2 separate regions of the Triticum aestivum genome follow, and region 1 is linked to region 2. The links are chromatin contacts, called in public Hi-C maps. All regions are on one chromosome and are shown on one strand. The core of a region is the stretch at or near the end of the contact, and the rest is flanking DNA. Distances in the headings are between cores, read along the strand shown. Region 1 holds the start of LOC123121554 (auxin response factor 22). Region 2 overlaps LOC123121543 (protein ENHANCED DISEASE RESISTANCE 2-like).

The links. A called contact is a pair of places that touch in the nucleus more often than the background predicts.
Region 1: a contact with region 2 is called in a Hi-C map of leaf, with 8 times the contacts expected there. The contact joins the promoter of LOC123121554 here to the enhancer-like site in region 2. A contact is called at or near these places in 2 of 5 Hi-C or Micro-C datasets (both in leaf).

Annotation. Positions count from the first base shown.
Region 1 is chr1B:317,232,882-317,236,543 of IWGSC CS RefSeq v2.1, reverse strand. LOC123121554 (auxin response factor 22) reads right to left here and starts at 2,174. Exons shown (of 4, transcript XM_044541559.1): 1 at 1,821-2,174; 2 at 534-1,688. The coding sequence starts at 1,634.
Region 2 is chr1B:316,676,741-316,680,632 of IWGSC CS RefSeq v2.1, reverse strand. It overlaps LOC123121543 (protein ENHANCED DISEASE RESISTANCE 2-like), which reads right to left. Exons shown (of 22, transcript XM_044541548.1): 21 at 3,387-3,488; 22 at 2,837-3,277. The coding sequence ends at 3,182. Among protein-coding and RNA genes, the nearest start is that of LOC123121543, 11 kb to the right of the region's middle. Within about 2 kb of position 2,457, at least 6 of the 8 cell types and tissues checked have an H3K27ac peak or open chromatin away from gene starts, as enhancers often do. A contact at or near this core is called in leaf, where this site is marked.

The DNA.
Region 1 (3,662 bases), core at 925-3,424, 560 kb before region 2:
AGGGGAACTAAAAGGAATACATAAGTTTAGGAGCTGCCTACTGACAAAGAAGAGAGCTACTTAGAAGAACATGCAAACTGATAATCCAAATTTGGAAACCAGCAAAGCTACTAAAGGACCACAAGCCTTTTCTTCCATAACTACTATGCAATTGTGAATTATGTACAACAGCTTTATTGATTGTTCCACTAATTCATACAAAGTCAGAAGGAATCGAAGAAGGATGTGACATTTTACTCCAGTAAATCTACGCCAGTTGTTGAACTAATTAATAGGATGATTTGTTCATATCAGGGGGTTCGGGATCATTATTATTACCAATTAGTACTATTAATTTGGCAACATTGTGCGGAAAGCTGGTCATTTTTTGCATGCTAGTAGTACCTTAAGTTCTACTACTACCATTCAAGGCATCTGAATGAGAAGTGTTGTGTAAATGGTGCGCTGCATTCACACCTTGCAGTTGCATGTCATGTAACTATGCATCTTTATTGAGAAGAAAGGATGGAGTGCAACTATGGATATCATCAGATCGGGCAAACCTGAAGAAGTCTCCATGGTGAATTCGGCCATCTGAGTGGATCGGCAACCTGAACCGAAGATATGGTCCCCATAAACCAGCTGATTCTTGAGGAATCCTCGGTCTCAAAGGCCATCTTGAACCTCATGCCAGGGCACCAGTGGATCCTCATGGCAGCCTGCATCGCCGCGGCCTTGACAACAAACTCCGGCGTGCTAGCTCTCGGGTAGTACACCACCTCAAATGGCTGGCTGTTGGCCGCAAGGGTGGCCGCCTCGACCACATGGTCGATCTTCACCTTCCCCCTGCCCTTGACGTAACCGGCGGGGCCACCATTCATCATCTTGTTCTCCTCGTCCTTGAGGAAGGCCGAGAACCCCCCATACCCTGGCGCGTTCCAGCCGGATATGCACTCCATGCCCCCGCAGGTGACCCGCTTGGCCCGGCGTATTCCGACGCAGAGCTCCCCGTGCTCGGTGCGCAGGAACACGATGGAGTCCCCCGCGACGAGCTTCTTCTGGTTCACGAAGGTGCTCCAGCCCGTGGTGAGCAAATGCCGGCGCGGCGTGCCCCTGTAGATGTGGCGGAACTTCCACACCTCCCCGTGCACGTCCTTGGCGAGCACCGTCTGCACCGGCGGGTCAGCCCTGTAGTCAAGCTTGGGGAAGATGGTCTCGGCGCAGTAGCGCGGCACCGAGAAGCCGCCGCCGTTGTTGGCGTCGGACTGCGTCAGCGTCTTGGCGAAGGAGGCCAGCTTGTCGCGCGCCTCCGCCGGGTCGCCCCCGAGCGGGCCGAGCCCCTCCGGCTCCCGGAACCCCGCCTCGCCGGGGCCGACGGGCACGAGCCGGATCTTGGCGAACACCTCGTCCGTCTCCGGATCAGCCAGGAAGCGCACCCCTGCCACGCAGCAGAGCACGAGCGCGGGAAGCGGACGCGGCCCGACCGCCGCCGCGAGCTCGGCGGCCGCGCTTGCGCCGCCGCCGTTGGCGTGCTCGGCGTGCCCCTGGGGGAAGTAGTAGACGCGCGAGCGCGCCGGCGGCATCTGCACCATGCCGCCCGCGCAGGCGTGCCACAGCTGCGGGTCCAGGCACCTCTCCTCGCCCACCTCCTTCATCTCCACCTAAAACCACCGCCTCGAAATGCGATCACTTGTTCCCGCACAGCAAACCTGGCATCAAATTGCCCTTCGTCAAATTCGCAAACCCCGAAGGAAAACCCAACTCCACACGCAATCAATCCATGGCGAGCACAGCCATGAAAAGAGCAAATCAACATCATGAAAAGCAAGAAAGGCAAGCACCTGTTTGGCCCGCGCGCATGGCCTCCAATTGGCAGATCACGAAAGCTCTGCGAGAGATGTGAACGCCCAGAGCCAGAATAAACAAAGCAGGCAAAGGGAAAAGGGAAATCTACATCAGGCGAAGCCGCCTCCCCTCCCCTCGCCCGGCCCCTGCAACTCCATCCCAAGTTCAAGAACCGCCGCGCCGGTCAAAGCAAAGCAAAACAGAATAAATATCCAATCCTTGGTGTCCGGAACCCAAAAGCCCCGATCTTTTTCCGTGTTCTTGAGGGAGGACGAGGAGGGAGCGCTGCGCTACAGCGGCACAGTGGTTTGGAATTATGGCGAGTTCTTTGGATGTCTTCCCGGCCATTAGATAGATAGAGATAGGGGAGAGGCGCTCGCTTGGCTTGGCTTGGCTGCTGCAGTGGCCGGGCGCCCCAGTGGAGCCGCGGGCCCACCGGATCGCCTGCGCTGGCTCGCACAGCCAACAGCGACGCCCACCAACCGTAGATGACTGGTGGGGCCGGGGCTCGTGGGGCCGGCGTGTCGGTGATAAAGGTGTGGGGCCATGTGGCTGCCTTTTGTGCTGTCGGTGGGCCGCGGCCTTGATGGCCCGGACTAGGAAGTAGGGAGTGGCGACAAGAGCCGAGGGTTTTCGTCTTGTTTTTAGTGTTTCTGAATCTGAAAAGAGGGGGAAATGTTTTTAAAACTCAACAAACAGATAGATTATCTCAGATCTCAACCCATTTATTTGGTCTCGCCGCTCGCTCTTGCGAAACTCGCAGCGTTTTGTTGGTTGGGGTGGGTGGGACCCGGGTGAAAAGAAAACAAAAAAGAACAGTTTTGTCACGCGTGCGATGCGACGCGATGCATGTATATATATCCTCGTCTCATCTGCTGTGAGGGAAGGGAAAGCAGGCGAGGCGACGACACATGATAGTAATAAGCTGTCGAAATTCGGTTGTTTGGGAGAGAGGAGAGGACAAGGAAGCATTTGTGCGCCGCGGCCGTAAGTTGGTGTTGGCAGCGACTGATTGCATGATCCGGAAATGGGCGAATCTTGTGCCTTGTTCGTCTCAACTCCTGTGTCCTCCCTTTCCGGCGCGGGGGCGAACCGATCGCCGGGAATTCAGAGCCAGGGCAACCGACCCACGGAACACCGATTGGGACATGTCGCGGCGCAGCGGCTGCTCTCCCTGTACCCTCTTTTGCGCCACTGCAGCTGGCCACGGACCGCATCTGCATCTGCATGGCTTCCTGCTACTTTTTTTTTTTACACTTGAAACCCAATAGGCTTGCAACTTGGTAGTATATGGTCACTGAAAGTATCTCCACCGTATGGCGTTGGTCCGGAGTCAGGCCAACCACACCACATACTACTATATCAACCAACCCGTGAACTGAAGAAGAAATGGGTTTTGTGACGTGCCAACTCTTGGTGGAGCGCCGTGAAAACGCTGTCCTTGTTTTCTCTCGTCGCCGTTGGATCCAAGAAAAGAGAGCGGGAGGAGGCGCCGTGCGCGGGGTTTGGGGCGATGGATGCCTCCGCGGCCCGAGGCCGCCCGTGCGTGCGCCACTGGCCGACCGCCCAAACAAAAGTCCTCCCCATCCCCATGATCCCATCTCCATCTCGTCTACTCCGGCCACGGCTTCGACCGAGGCGCTGCTCTGTCGATCGATCCCATCGATCGTGGCCTGCCAACGACCCCTCCACTGCTCCTGTCCTCCGCACCACTTACAAAAAAGGAATTGCGAGCATTTGAATGTCACGTCAATTTTAAGGGACGGTTGGGATTTTGAGGTGAGGAGGCGCCGCGCTGCACCACGACAGCGACCTTCCGCGAAGCACTGTTGAGCATT
Region 2 (3,892 bases), core at 1,208-3,707:
CTCCGTGGTGTACCCCAAGCTCTCACCCGCGCCATATGGCTGCCATTCCACCTATGAAACAGGGCAACAATGCAAATTTGATAACTATTTTTCAAGCAAGCATGAGAAAGGACTAAAGTAATGACCTCCTTACCTGCTCAGGCGTAATCGTGTCCAACTCGGCAATGTACTTTTGGTACATGAGATTGACATCGTTCGTCATCTCGGAAACGATATCCCACTTGTAAGCCCACGTGGGGCGCCGTAATTCGTCATGTTCATCTGCATACCAAGGATCAAACCTGACGCTCTTCGGGCGTCCAACAGGCAGACGCTCCCAGCTCCATACAGAAAGTAGAAGCAGATTACCACCAATGCCTACACTAGGTGTGATCCTGCAACACGCACCATCCAGCTACATATGAAAGAAAAACAATGTTAACTTGACAGCAAGCTTGCATTGCTAATGAATAAATGAGTTGATCACAAAACAGACCAACTACCTGTCGGTACAAGTAGGCAAGAGTCGCTGAACCCCAGCTCCATTTGCTATCGAAGACGGTCAACGCCTTCAGCCACATCCATGGAGCGTTCTTGCCAGTGGAGTCAGGAAACAAAGTCCTCGACACAATGTACCACATATACACACGAGCATGTGTCTGGATCACATCATCAGTTGCATCCGGAGGACACGTCGCAAAGTTATTTTGAATCCACGTGAAAGCAGCTCCAGCTGCCTTCCTTTCCCTCTTCTTCTTCTCTTCTCCCTCCTCTACATCATCCTCAGCCTCGGTAGGAGCCATACCGATAAGAGCAATCATCTGCTCGCGCCACCCATCAGAATCGGTGCTCATACATAGAGGCCTCCCGTCGATAGCAAGACCGGTGATCAACGAGACATCCTCGAGCGTCACGGTCATCTCCCCGGTCCGAAGATGGAAATTGTGGGTCTCTGGCCTCCACCGATCAACAAGAGCGGACACCAGTGGAGCGTTCAGATTCGGCGTGGACCGGCTGACCAACAGAATCCACGGGAGTAGTCCTGCCTGCTTGATGTACGGTGTGTACCGCTCATCGTAAGGCATGGCAGGACCAGAGACCCCGTGATACCGAATCTTCAGAGGTTCAAGCTTCTGCAAAAAACAAGTAATGACAAATCTTAGGGCATGTAAATTTCAACTAAAGGCAAATTTGCAAAATATTTAGATTACTCATTATTACCTTATCCTTCTCGCGCATCATGTAGGCCCGGTGTTGCACGTCGTAGACATCGTCCAGAAGCCAAACCATCCTTACAATTTCAAACAATAAACATATAAAAGTTCATCTTCATCTCAAATATCGGTATACACTAAACATATAACATGTGTTCAACTACAAGAATCTCAACATCTCCTTCTCACACAAGGAATATGTCATATGTGTTCAAATAAACTAAACATCTAATATTTCAAATAAACTCAACATCTAATATTTGAAATAAACTGAACATCTAATATATATCTAAACAAACTTCTCATATATGTCTACAAAAATCAACATCTCATAGTTATCTATAAAAATAGGCATCTCATATATATCTAAAAAAACTAAACAATCTAGGGTTTCAACAAACAAGAATCATATATTATGAACTAATAAATAACACTACGGTACTACCAATATGAATACACATCCTAAATCGAGCAAACCAAACAAATCAAGGGTTCCATCAAATCATGGACAAATCTCTAGAATGGCAACAAATTTACGGAGCAAAAGAAAGAGAAGGGAAGAGTTTACCTAGTAGGATGGATTGGGGATCGAATCCACGGATCAAATCTTCAGATCTGAGAGGGATGTGGGGGGATTAGATGGGGGCGCCGCCGCCGCCGCTGCTCTCTGTCCAGAGAGCGGAGAGATGAAGAACTGCCTGGTCGGGCTGGGGCGGCCGCGCTTAAGTCACTGTGCAGCGCCCAAGGGCTAGGCGCTGCACGTCAACGTGTGGCGCCTAGCTCGGCGCTGCACAGGTGCGTGTGGGGCCGCAGCTGGACCAGGGCTGCCACGCTGGCAGGATGTGCGACGCCTAAGGGAGAGGCGCTGCACAGTAGGGTGCGGCGCCCAGCTGTCGGGCGTCACACCGAAGGATCAGCAGAGTGAAATTTTTTTGAAAGCAGGTCAGTTTGTGAATTGATTTCTGCCTCAGGTCAAATTTGTGATTTCTGCCGCAAGCGACGCACCATCCTCTGCTCGGAAAGCGCAGGCTCGAAGCGGGCGAAGGAAGAGGACGTTCACCTGTCACGTCCACTGCTGCTACAGCTGCAGCGTCAGCGATGCAGCGTTTGGCGGCCTGCACGGTTAGGAAAAAAGAAAAAAGCTGAGCTAGCAGGCACAGTGACCCCTGATTTCCGATCACGATGTAGCTGCTGCTGCTGCGAACTGGTTGCTACGATGACACCCATCATTTTCACGCCCCACTGCTGCCCTGTCCTTTCTCAATCTCTGGTCAGGACGCAAGAGATGCCAGCTCCACTACCTACACCACCTGCTTGTTCCTTCCGGCTCAAGTGATGATAACAGAAAAGTGAAGCGTGTGGTCCTCGACCTCCTCGAGTGAGTGACCAACTGCACCATGATACGGGAATTCCCGATGATTATCACTGCGTCGTTGGTGTTGGGCTTGGGTCGAGTCCCTTTCGATTCGGTACGAGTGTCTGTCTGGAGGGACAGTCCTCGGATATAATCATGGCCAGTGTAATCACTCTCAGGTGAAGGGTCAACGTCCAGTAATGGGTTTGCTTTGGTGGTGTTGGATCTGAACATCTGACGATCTCTGATCCGATCCCAGATTAGATTCCAAGTGAAGGACACGAGGTCAGGGTTAGAATACACTTTCCTTTTGTCTCAGTTTTTACATGATGAATGAAATGACGAGTTGTCGGCCAAAGAATGGGAGCAAGGCTTTGCATCATACTAGTAGTACACTGCCATCATCAATCAATCAATACACCGCAACACCTCCTATTTGCAGGAGGAGAAATGAATGTACACTGCTGCGGCAAATCCCCCACACTTTTGCGAGCGGCAAGGCAGACAAATGAGTGTATGGCGGTTGGACACGGGGAGTAGCTTGAGCCTTTTCGGCTTTGATGTGCTGTACTCAGGCTTCGAAAGAGAATTGGGGTAACCTGACACCTCCTTGACCTTGAGAGGTCAGGTCAGGTCAGCATTCGTCTAGCGATACAGCTTTGGAGGCGTCGAGATAATTAAGTCGGCAGGTGCCTAGGAGGAACTCCGGGAGCTCTTCTTGCGTGTTGCCCTGCATGAGGCAAAGGAAGAAACCATGCTTACTCATCACATCTGTTATCGATCTTGAGTAGAACAAGAGCATCTGTAACAATTTGGTAAAGTTATCCGACGGCTATTACCTGTACCAAGAAGGCCATCTCAATCACCAGGTTGTTCAGGTACCCAAGCACAAGGCTCACCACACCTCGTGCCACTGTTGACGAGCCTATATCAACTCCAAGCTGAAAAGGTTGCATTTCAAAATGTTGAGAACCTGAATATCGCAATTGTACGTACTGGCACTAAACATACTCTCATTAGATCATAAGCTATAATGTTAGGAGATAAACCTAAGCCAATTAGTGTTTGGTGACTGCAATGGACCGTTCAACCTATCTTATGGCTAATGAAGACTCATAAACCAAATTAACAGTTAGCTTCCCATAATGGTCCAGTCAGTTTATGGTCCATGGGGAACATGAACTAAAAAAAGTAAACGATAAATAATATTGACAAAGTAAAGCAATCCTTACTACGCGACTGCACCCATTCAAAGAGAACATAGCTGATAGACTGTTTCCTGAATACATAAGTATGCAAAAAAAAAAATATGCCAGCTATGCTGATCTCTGGATAATGGATCATA